2 separate regions of the Sus scrofa genome follow, and region 1 is linked to region 2. The links are chromatin contacts, called in public Hi-C maps. All regions are on one chromosome and are shown on one strand. The core of a region is the stretch at or near the end of the contact, and the rest is flanking DNA. Distances in the headings are between cores, read along the strand shown. Region 1 holds the start of ATF7IP (activating transcription factor 7-interacting protein 1). Region 2 overlaps ATF7IP (activating transcription factor 7-interacting protein 1).

What was found. Hi-C and Micro-C count contacts between places; a contact is called where the count stands out from the background.
Region 1: a contact with region 2 is called in a Hi-C map of alveolar macrophages, with 1.7 times the contacts expected there. The contact joins the promoter of ATF7IP here to the enhancer-like site in region 2. A contact is called at or near these places in 2 of 5 promoter capture datasets (fetal liver and fetal skeletal muscle), 7 of 47 Hi-C or Micro-C datasets (alveolar macrophages, blood, epiblast stem cells and 3 more) and 1 of 2 datasets of contacts at active chromatin or transcription factors (alveolar macrophages).

The regions. Positions count from the first base shown.
Region 1 is chr5:58,146,552-58,152,033 of Sscrofa11.1, reverse strand. ATF7IP (activating transcription factor 7-interacting protein 1) reads left to right here and starts at 2,054. Exons shown (of 15, transcript XM_003126462.5): 1 at 2,054-2,257.
Region 2 is chr5:58,088,081-58,093,520 of Sscrofa11.1, reverse strand. ATF7IP (activating transcription factor 7-interacting protein 1) reads left to right here. Exons shown (of 15, transcript XM_003126462.5): 2 at 553-2,135. The coding sequence starts at 560. Among named protein-coding and RNA genes, the nearest start is that of ATF7IP, 59 kb to the left of the region's middle. Within about 2 kb of position 1,285, at least 1 of the 83 cell types and tissues checked has an H3K27ac peak or open chromatin away from gene starts, as enhancers often do. A contact at or near this core is called in alveolar macrophages, where this site is marked.

The DNA of each region.
Region 1 (5,482 bases), core at 805-3,304, 58 kb before region 2:
TCCATGATAGTAATGGTCTCATAATGTTTATCTGAATATATTACTTTTTCCCTGTCAGAGGTAGTGTCATTTCTTCTGGGTATCTCCATTGCTTAGAGTAGTGTGTGAGTAAAAAATAAAGGCTATACTAATTGAATGAAACAATGAAAGAATAGTTAGATTAAGCAGCAAGTAGAATGGCTGAGGAGACTATAAACATGTGTTTGAGGATGTTTGGGGGGATTCAAAGATAATAAAACTATCTAACTGGAGTTTTAGGGATCCAAGTCTAGAATATGACATCTAAGAAAACTGATCAGTTGGTGAGTTTATGCTCAATTATTTCCCCTTTGCCATTAGCCAGGATGATTGAGAATGAATTATTAAAAAAAAAAAAAAAAAGGAGTTTCCATCATGGCTTAGTGGTTAATGAACCTGACCAGTATCCATGCCCATGAGGACCTGGGTTTGATCCCTGGCCTTGCTCAGTGGGTTAAGTAAGGATCTAGTTAACTCTGTGGTGTAGGTCGCAGACGCAGCTTGGAACCCTTTGCTGTGGCTGTGGCATAGGCTGGTGGCTACAGCTCCAATTCAACCCCTAGCCTGGGAATCTCCATATGCTGTGGGTGTGGCCCCTAAAAAGACAAAAGACAAAAGACAAAAAAAAAAAAAAAAAAAAAAAAGATTCCTTTGTATGTGCTTATAGAAGTCAAGGAGAAACCTAATGAATGAAACCTTCTTCCAATCCCATTTCTCTAATTATAGAATGGAATTTTAAATATTGGTATTGAACATCTAACTTATAATTGAGCACTATGTACAAAATAAATTATAATACATACTTTGTTATAACTGAGCCTCTATTTGTAACTTTTTGTGCACCCATGTACTATGTTCAGTACCAAGGACTTTACAAAGCTTAGCAATTAAGCAATGAAAATCTAATTGTGTTATTTCCTAACTTAAAACCTTTTAAATTATTCCTCATTGTTTGTTCTTACAATAAAATCCAACTTTTAGACAAGGGAACCCTATTAAATCAATTCTCATGTTAGTGATGACCTCTTCTGGGAAGGCACTGCTGATTCTCTAACTATGGATGAGGGGTTTCTCCTAAAAGCCAGGCAGTATTTCTAAGTTGAAGGACCCAAATTATAAAAATAATTAACCACCATATACTGATTTCTTATTACTTACAAATTCTTCCTGTTTACTTTTTTGTCTTCTCCACTGTAATAGACTGCTTGAGGACAGGCACCTAATATGGGTCTGGAACACAGGAATTGCTAATTAAATATTGAATGAGTAGATTAATTTCAGAGAGAAGTGATATTAAAATCCTCTCGATCTACTTCTCAGGCTGTTTTGCTTTGCAAAACACATTTACGGGTTATCCTACCATTTTGCCCTCTCAAACCATTTGAATTACAGGCATGAGAAAATTGAGTAAAACACTTATTCCAAGAAACAGGTATGTAAGCTGGACGTGAGCCTAGATCTTCCAACAAATATACTTGCATCTTCTTCATTACACCTTGTGGCCTTCATTACTTGTTGGCTCCCAATTATAAAACTGTATAACAGGGATACAACTTCTGGTGGAAGGGTATGACTAGAAGCGCTTGCTCTGACACAGAACAACGGAAAGAAAAGATGTGTTTGCGCCATTCCCTCATGACTTAAACAGTTTAAAGTATATTTTGTAAGCTAACACAAATGATAAATCAACATGCTCCAGCCTTTTTTGAAAATCTTTTCCTCAGCTTTTTAACTTTCACCCACTTATTTCCTTCCTTCCTTCTTTTCTAAGGCTCATAGAGGGCGCTCACAAAGTACTACTCACTAGTTGAGCAAAGCTCCACTCATAATACACACCTCACTGCAACACAGAGGCGCAGCGCCACCACCTCAGACTTCCTTCTCTTTTCCACGGCGGGAGGCGGGGCCAATATTTCTCATTCAAATAAAAAACCAGAAGATTTGCATGGGGAACGGCCATTCCGTGAGCCTATTGGATGAAAGCACAGTGGGCGTGGCCAATATTACGACCACTGAGCCCCGCCTATAATGATTTGCATAACGGCCCCGGCGCGTGCAAGGGAGAAGCGGGTTTGTTTTTGAATCTGCGGAGGCGGCGGCGGCGGCGGCGGCGGCGCGGCGCGGCGCGGCGCGGAGACTGAAGCGCGCGAGACTGAGGCGGCAGCGGAGGGGACGGCTGCGCCGGGCGACTCTGTAGGAAGGAACTTGGTTCCCCCTCCCTCATCTCCCGCCCCAAAAGGTATCTTTGAGTCCCTTGGGCTGATAGAACAACATTTTCTTAAATTACTATTGTATTTCTGAAGAGTCAAGACCGCATTATGGCGGCTGCGGGAGTTGTGTTGCGCCTGCGCGGTTGCGGAGCTGCGGGCGGACGCTGCATGGGAGCACGTGATCTTGCGGGGTCGGGCTCTAGCTGCAGTTGTGCAGCTGGCGGGGCGGTGGCTGCGCAAGCGCAATATTCATTTTCAAGATCTAATGTTCTTGTTGGACGCCATTCGGGTTCTAGATTTAATTTTCCTCATTCTTGAGGGGTTTCATTTTGTTACGCTTAAATTCCCTCACTTTTCAAGAAAAACGTTTCTCTTATGTTGTATTCCTGTACCGACCTCAGACTTTTTTATGATATTTCTCCGATTCTTTGAGAAGCTGTGTACTTAGTTTTCTGTAAAAATGATTGCCCACTTGTGGTTCTCGATTTTAATTTCACTTTTGGGACAGTGCTGGATTCAATTGTATATTTAGGGAGATAAAGATCAGCACCTAGTGGTGTTATCACGGGAAGTGCATTTATTTGAACTGCATATTTGCAAATACATTTTTAACCCTATTTTTACCAGTCCTGTTATGGAATGTTTTCAAAATGGAAACAGTTTGAATTTTGGAAATATGAAGGCAAGGAGCTTTGGAAGAACTTATATAACGTTTGAAAGGAAACCTCAATCTACTTGCGTATTTATTTTTTAAAAATATTTGATCCTTAGTGAAGTTTTAATCAGTGTGTACTTTTGATCTTTCATGCATTTGAGTTTCACATTTTTTCTCTCCCTGTCACTTGTCCATTACCGCTGCAGTTAGATTATTTTTATTACTCTGACTTTTAAAATTAAGTCATTTTCTTAGCGTTTTGTTTGTAATGATATGTGAAATAGAACACTAAAACTTGATACATTTTTCTGTTAAAGAATTCTGCAAAGAACTCTCAACTACACTGAGGCCTTTATTAGGACATCGTGAACCATCAAGAAAACAGTTGATTAAAAAAATGTCATTTATACATATAAGATAAAATTGTGTTTGATTTTTTAAAATTGTGTGTTCCTGGTTTCTTAAAGAAGTAGTTTCTTAAAAGAAGTAGTTTCTTAAAGAAGTAGTTATAAGTGTGCTACTTATTATTTTAGTTTAAAATGTTAGTGTCATTATATTTGAATCTTATATGAGCCTCTGGGAGAAGTTTTATACAATTTGATATAATTTTACTGTTGTGCAAATTATTTCTTACTGGACTGAAAACTTGTAAATGGTTGTCATAAACTTTATCTGTGGTTTGTATATATAACAGTTGTTTTTCTTGGTTGGTTATGTAACTCTAAGTCAGTCACCTGTCAAACGAAGAAGTGGCTGTTGCTTTGTAATCTTGGTTGGTTTAGGGCCTTTATTGCTTAAAGCACTGTTGAGAAGTACTAAGTAGATGCAATTGAACTTTTGGTTGCTGAATTTTTAAAAAATGACATCACATAGGAGGTAGAATGCAGTGATAGGAACAATTCTTTTTTTTCTCAACAGAACATTTGTTGTTGATATGATTTACAGACCTCTGAAGTCTCCTACCCAGAAATATATTTAGAGGGATACTGTGTAATCTTTCCCCTTGTATGCTTTGGGGGTGGTTATCCAGCATACTCCACCACCCTCTAGACATTGTTGCAGGTGTTTTAGAGATGGAAATATGTTGTATTTTCTGTATCTGTGTGTATGTATATGTTTATCTGAATACGCATACATATTTAGGTTAAGAAAAGAACTTTTATCGTAGGGCATGGTTCCCTCTGTGAAAGTGAAGTATTTTGGTTTGTATATTTAAGCTTATGTTTTCATTTGCATACACCAATGATTGCCTTTTTATGTTAATGTTGAAGATCATAAGAGATACTGAAAACACTGAAAAACATAGTGTACTATGTAAACATTTATTGGACAGTTTTATTGTCTTGTTTGTTAGAAAGGCAAGTATAGTTCTGTAAACTTAAAACTAATATTAATGAATTGTCGGAACATATAGTCTTTGTTCACTAGTACTCTGTCAATAACAAGCATATTTTGGAATTTTAGTTTAGGAGATATGATGACCCATATGTAGCATATATGAACATTAAGACTAGGTTACAGAATGAGTACTAAGTTACTGGGTGTCATTTGAAATCTTTTTAGGTTTGTAAATTTTAAATATAAATTTAGTTTAGGAATAAAAGGTTTGAATAATTGAACCAGAAACCATTAACATTTCTTTTTTCTTTAAATTGTGATTTGAATATTTTTTCTTTAAATTGTGATTTGAATATGTGATATCTTTATTAAACTTTTAAAACTTATTATAACACATTTGGAAAATGTTGAAAATTGATAACACACTAGATGTTTTTGTGATTTTTGTGACTTTCCCATTTATTGATTGATAAATTAGTTTATCATTTGGATCATAATTTCATTCCTGCTCCTTTAACTTCGTATTGTGGCTATTTACCAATTTTACTCTTTTGAAATATGTTTTCTAATTATTACATAATATTTATTTTGTGAAAATATCCCAAGTTATCAAATCCAAATGGAAGTCCCAGTCTAGGGGTCAAATTGAAGTTGCAACTGCTGGCCTCTACCACAGCCACAGCAATGCCAAATCTAAGCTGTGTGTGCAACCTATGCCTCAGTTTGCGCCAGTGCCCCACTGAGCGAGGCCAGGGATGAAACTTTCATCCTCATGGATACTAATCAGATTCTTAACCCACTGAGCCACAACAGGAACTCCTTGACATACATTTTTAAATGGCCACATAGTATTTTTATCTTTAATAAGAATGTATTGTGACCTATTAAACCTTTCCTTTTTTGTTGACCATTTTGTTGACAATTTCTGTATTCTAAATAATACTACAGTGAATATCCTCTACATGAGTCATGATCTGCGTCTCATAGTATTTCTTTGAAATTATTGTTGCTCTGAAAGTAATTTACAAAATTGATAAAAACTTAGTTTTTTTGAAGAGCATTTCCCATACCACTTTCAACTTGGTGGTTGAAAATAGTAGCTCCTTAATTTTTTTTTTTTTTCTGATAACTAGTGAAGTTGAAATTTATTTAATATATAAATAACTTTCTCATTTTTGGTGACTTTTCTGTCTGAAGTTATTTTGCATATTTTTCTGTAGTGAATGTTAATGTTTTTCTTATTGTAACAGCTATTTATGGA
Region 2 (5,440 bases), core at 36-2,535:
ATTCAAGGGTCAACTGTATTTCCTTCTATTGTGAGTTGTCTTTTTACTTTCTTGATAGTAATCTCTTATTGATATGTTTACAATTGTTAATTTAGATATCCTTGGTTGCAGATGTACTCTTCTGTTTCTTAATTCTCCTGTGTTTTTTCCCCTTATCTCTATACCTCTCTTTGATTCTCCTACTGCTTTTATTCTCATACTTTTATTTTTCCTTACACAACTACTTTTTTACTTCATGTATATTTTTATGCTTATGTAGCTCTTCCAGACTCTGAATCTATTAGCTTACTGAGAGTGAAAACTAGGAATTAGTCACTTTTTCCCTAATACTGCCTAGTAATCTTTTATGAACTATATCTATTATCAATTTCATACTATGTAAAAGCAATAAATATGAAAATTAAAACATAGCAAGGATTATGCTTTTTTATATGTCACTATTTCAAAATTACATAAAGTGCTGCTTGCTTAGAAGATCAGTTTATAGTAAGTCTATAATTAGGTGACTTCTGTTTCAATTATTAAACTCTATCTCTCTCTTTCTTTTTAAAGATTCAAAATGGATGGTATAGAAGAACCACAGAAAAAAGTCTTTAAGGCTCGAAAAACAATGAGAGTGAGTGATCGTCAACAACTTGAAGCAGTGTACAAGGTCAAAGAAGAACTGTTGAAAACTGATGTCAAGCTGTTAAATGGCAACCATGAAAATGGTGATTTGGACCCAACCTCACCTTTGGAAAATATGGATTATATTAATGACAAGGAAGAGGTGAATGGCATTGAAGAAGAGCTTTGTTTTGACTCTGAAAAAAGTAAATCAGAGTGGAAAGAAACACCCTGTACCTTAAATGTTAATGTAAAAAACAAGCAGGATGATGATTTGAAATGTGAACCTTTGTTTCCTAATAATATAACTCCTGAACTAGTTTCTAAACTGACTGCTGAACCGTCTTCTGGTGATATAGCCTCCAGCGATCTGGCTGTTGGAGGTACAGGCTCTGGAGATTCTGCCTCTGGAGATCTGGCCTCTGAAGGGTTAACCTCTGGTGATCTCACTTCTGTGGATCCCACCTCTGTTGATCCCGCCTCTGTTGATCCTGCCTCTGGTGATGCTGTCTCTGGTAATCTTGCCTGTAGTGAACTGATCTCCGGTGAAATGGTCACCACTGAACTGGTCTCCAGTGAGACAGTCTCTGGTGAACTGGTCTCCAGTGACTCACTCCCTGGTGTACCAGTCCCTGGTGAATCAGTCTCCACTGAACGGGTCTCCATTGATTCAGCCTCTGATGAGCCAGCTTCTGGTGATCTGGCCTCTGGATCACTGGCCTCTGATGATCCAGCCTCTGGCGATCTGGCTTCTGGTGATCCAGCTCCTGGTGATTCAGATTCTGTTGACCCAGCCTCTGATGAACCAACTTCTGATGAACCATCTTCTGAATCAGGCATTGATCCCACCTTTGAACCAAGTTCTGTGCCAGTTTGTGAACCAGTTCCTGAAACTGACAGTGCAGAGTCCTGTAGCAATAAAAATGATGATTTTCTTGAGAAAAAGGGGGATGATGAAAAGTTAGATCAAATTTTCTCATTTGATGAGAAAAATAAAGCTGATAGTAATATTGATGCTGATGAAGAGGCTCTAGAAACAGATGATACAATTATTTCTTCAGATCTGTCTCCTGAAAAGAAGGTAGAAGAAGATGCCATTACAGAATCTGCTCTTGGAGAGGAGGCTATATCTAGCAGTATGGAAATTGACCAAAGTGAAAAGAATCAAGAAGAAAATTCTTCAGACCTTGCAGAAACGATTAGTGAAAATGTTATGAAAGATGACAAAAATGAGAATATCTTAGAAAATACAGATTCTATGGAGACAGATGAAATTATTCCTATTTTGGAAAAGCTTGCACCTGCTGAAGATGAACTTACTTGCTTTTCTAAAGCTTCTCTCCTTCCAATTGATGAGACAAATACAGATTTGGAAGAGAAGATGGAAGGTTCTTTTGGTTCACCATCTAAACAAGACAGTAGTGAGAGTTTACCAAAAGAAGCCTTTTTGGTCCTCTCTGATGAAGAGGATGTTTCGGGTGAAAAAGATGAGTCTGAAGTTATATCACAAAATGAGACATGCTCTCCAGGTTAGAATATTATTTAAATTTTGATTAGCTTTAATAAACTGCTCAGTAAAACATTCTCATGAAGTTTTAAATTTCTTCTAGTTGCAGAGAAAGTTGAGAATGGTGGTGACTAGTGTAATCTCTTAATTTCATGGATTCTTAACTTCACAGAATTCAGAATTTACAAAGAACCACTCTGAGAGCAGCATTGTGTGAAGTGCTGAGAAGTGAGATAAAATAAGTAAAATATGGCCCTTGCCCTTAAGGGGCCTATAGGCTGGGAACAGAGATAAGGTGAACCAATATAACACTATGACATAGCAATTTCCAGTACATAATTTATCAAAATCCTAGTAATTGTTCTTCTTACCACATAGCAACCAAATACTTTGACTCTAACAGCCTACTGGTTTATTTGCTTCAAATGTAACAAATCTCATTTTACGATTAATTTTCCTGTTGGCATATGATTCTTTTAATAATCTTTGCCAGGGAATGATACCACCATTGCTGGAAGCCAGAAATCTGGAGGCCTAATTATCTGTTTGATAAAGACTTTATCCATTTGCTTCTTCAGCCTTCTTGATTCTGCCCAACCTACTCCCCTCATTCTCTGTATGGTCTCTAATTCAAATCTTTTATTTGATTGTGTTCCTCTCTTTCATTAGATCCTTATTACTTTAGGGTAGTTTCAAACTTGTTATATAAAAAGTGTATAAACTTCGTGATTTGGTCAGTGTCTATCTTTCCCATCTCTCTAAGGAGAGAATGAGAAAAACTCCCAACATCATTCCTATGTGAAACTTTGCTCAGTTTCTTTCAGACTGGCATAGAATACCCTTATGTTCTCATTGTATCACATTTTCTTACCCTCAGAGCCCTGGGAGAAGAGTAACCTTGTAACAAGAGGCATAACATCTGGTTTTTAGTTTGTTCAAAGGGAGAAAAAAAAGGCAGGCCTAGAAGATACAGAGACCCCCCCCATGTCAATTTTTCTTACTAAAAGTTGACTTCATTTCTAAAGAGCATTCTCATTCACTCATTCAACCTATGTGTATAGAAAGGCCAGGATCTTCTTGGCTTGGGGATTTAAAGGTAAAACTTATTATTTGCCCTGAGAATTCTGACAAGAATTAAATCAAAAGCCATTAAATACAAGGTTGTGAATATAGTAATAATGTTAAATTAGTATTCTGGGAGTTTAGAGGAGAGTAACTTTTTGAGAATATACGGGTATTCAGGAAAGCACTTTCCTTTCATTGTTCATTATAGAGTTTTAATGAAGGTAGTCCTTCTGAATTGTGTCTCCATTCTACTTATACAGGCCAGAAATCTTGGAGCCATTCTTACTTTTTTTTCTTTTATATCCCACATCCAGTCTGTCAGGAAATCCTATTGTTTCTACCTCCAGAAAAGATCTAGAATAAAGCCTCTTAGCATCTTCATTGCTATCACCTCTGCTCTGAGCCATCATCATCAGGCCAAAAAAATGCTTATTTAGGTCACAATTAGTGCTCAGTACATATTTTTGGAATTAATTAAATTATTGGTAATGTAAGAAAAGACTGTCGTGGAGGACCTTGCTTACAATGTTTAACATGTTCTAGTACTGGGGAGCCATTGAATGATTTCAAGTAGAGGAGAATGACATGATGAAATTTACATTTTAGAGAATAGGTAACACCGTGTAGGGTGAATTTCACTCATTTTCCAATTAAGTATATAGATAGTAAGTGATATCAGGGCAAGTCCTTGAACAAAACCTCTGATAATCTTTATAAGGAAGTCACCACAGGAGTTCCCATCGTGGTGCAGTGGTTAACGAATCCGACTAGGAACCATGAGGTTGCGGGTTTGGTCCCTGCCCTTGCTCAGTGGGTTAACGATCCAGCATTGCCGTGAGCTGTGGTGTAGGTTGCAGACGTGGCTCGGATCCCACGTTGCTGTGGCTCTGGTGTAGGCCAGTGGCTACAGCTCTGATTAGACCCCTAGCCTGGGAACCTCCATATGCTGCGGTAGCAGCCCTAGAAATGGCAAAAGGACAAAAAGAAAAAAAAAAAAAAAAAAGTCATCACAAATTGAAGCTTGTTATTTAATGAGTTTATATATTTTATGTTTATGTTAGATTCTTGGATATTGGAGGCCATCCTTTCCACACAGTGCCATTAAATGCAAAAAGATGAATATTAAGCCATTCCTGTTCCATACTTTGAAAATTCAGGGTTGGGTTTATTTTTGGTCACTTACAGACTTTTATTTGATTGTATGCAATTAGCAGAAGTTTAGTGATAGATTTAATTTCTTAGCTGGTAACTGAACTTTTATTTTCTGTCCCCTGTCCTAAAAAAAGTTTTGTATATTGTAGGTTGAGGTATGGTTTCTTCACTGGTTCTTAAACTGATCTCTGTCCTCTTTATATGGTAAGAGAATGCGTTTCTACTGATTTGTTGCTGTTCATCTGTTGAGAAATTACTTTCTTTAGATTCTTCATTCTTGACTAATTTTTAATGTTTTCAGAACACAATTACAAATCAGAGTCTGGCTTTTCTAAGTGCTAACATTTATGTGCTGTACTATTTCAGGTGATTCTTTCGCAAATTTGTTCAAATACAGCAGTTTTGATGAGTGTGAACAGCAAACAAAATAATGAAAGATATTAGAAAACAAATAGAAAAACTATTTTAATTTTACAAAGATAGATGAATGATCTATAAAAGTGTCACAGGTATTCCTTAATAGGCCTGAAAGCACTGTAGTATTGTTACATAATACTATAATAATAACTGATAACAGTTACTTACACCCAAGTATAACTGTTTAAAATTATAGTCTGTTTAAGAAGGCTAGGAAAAATGTTTCTCTCTGAGAAAATTCAAACGCTAGAGGAGGTACACATGTTAGTTATACCTTCCATGTACTCTTGCTACCATACACTCACCTCAAGCTGTTGTTCCATCTTTCCTCTCTTTCAGAGCCATTCTTTGTGAACAAAGCTACCACCATTTCATTTACTTCTGTTTAATTTAATTGAACTGTGATTCCCATATTGCCAGTCTCCTTCCTAATTGTTCTCAGTGGAATGACATTGATGCACATATTGTTGAAATCAGGGCCATTCTTTTTTGTCTTCATTCTCACTTACTTAGAGGACCACTTAATGACAATTCCTTCCTCTTGAGCCATTCTCCTTGCTTTCAGCTTACTGCATTTTCCATTTCTCCCTCCTTTTTGGCCCCTCTCCTTTTATTTCTCTTGGAGAAGTGGGAGAACAAGCTTTCCTCTTCTTGCTCTTTTGTTTTTTAAACATTGTTATTTCTTTCTTTTTT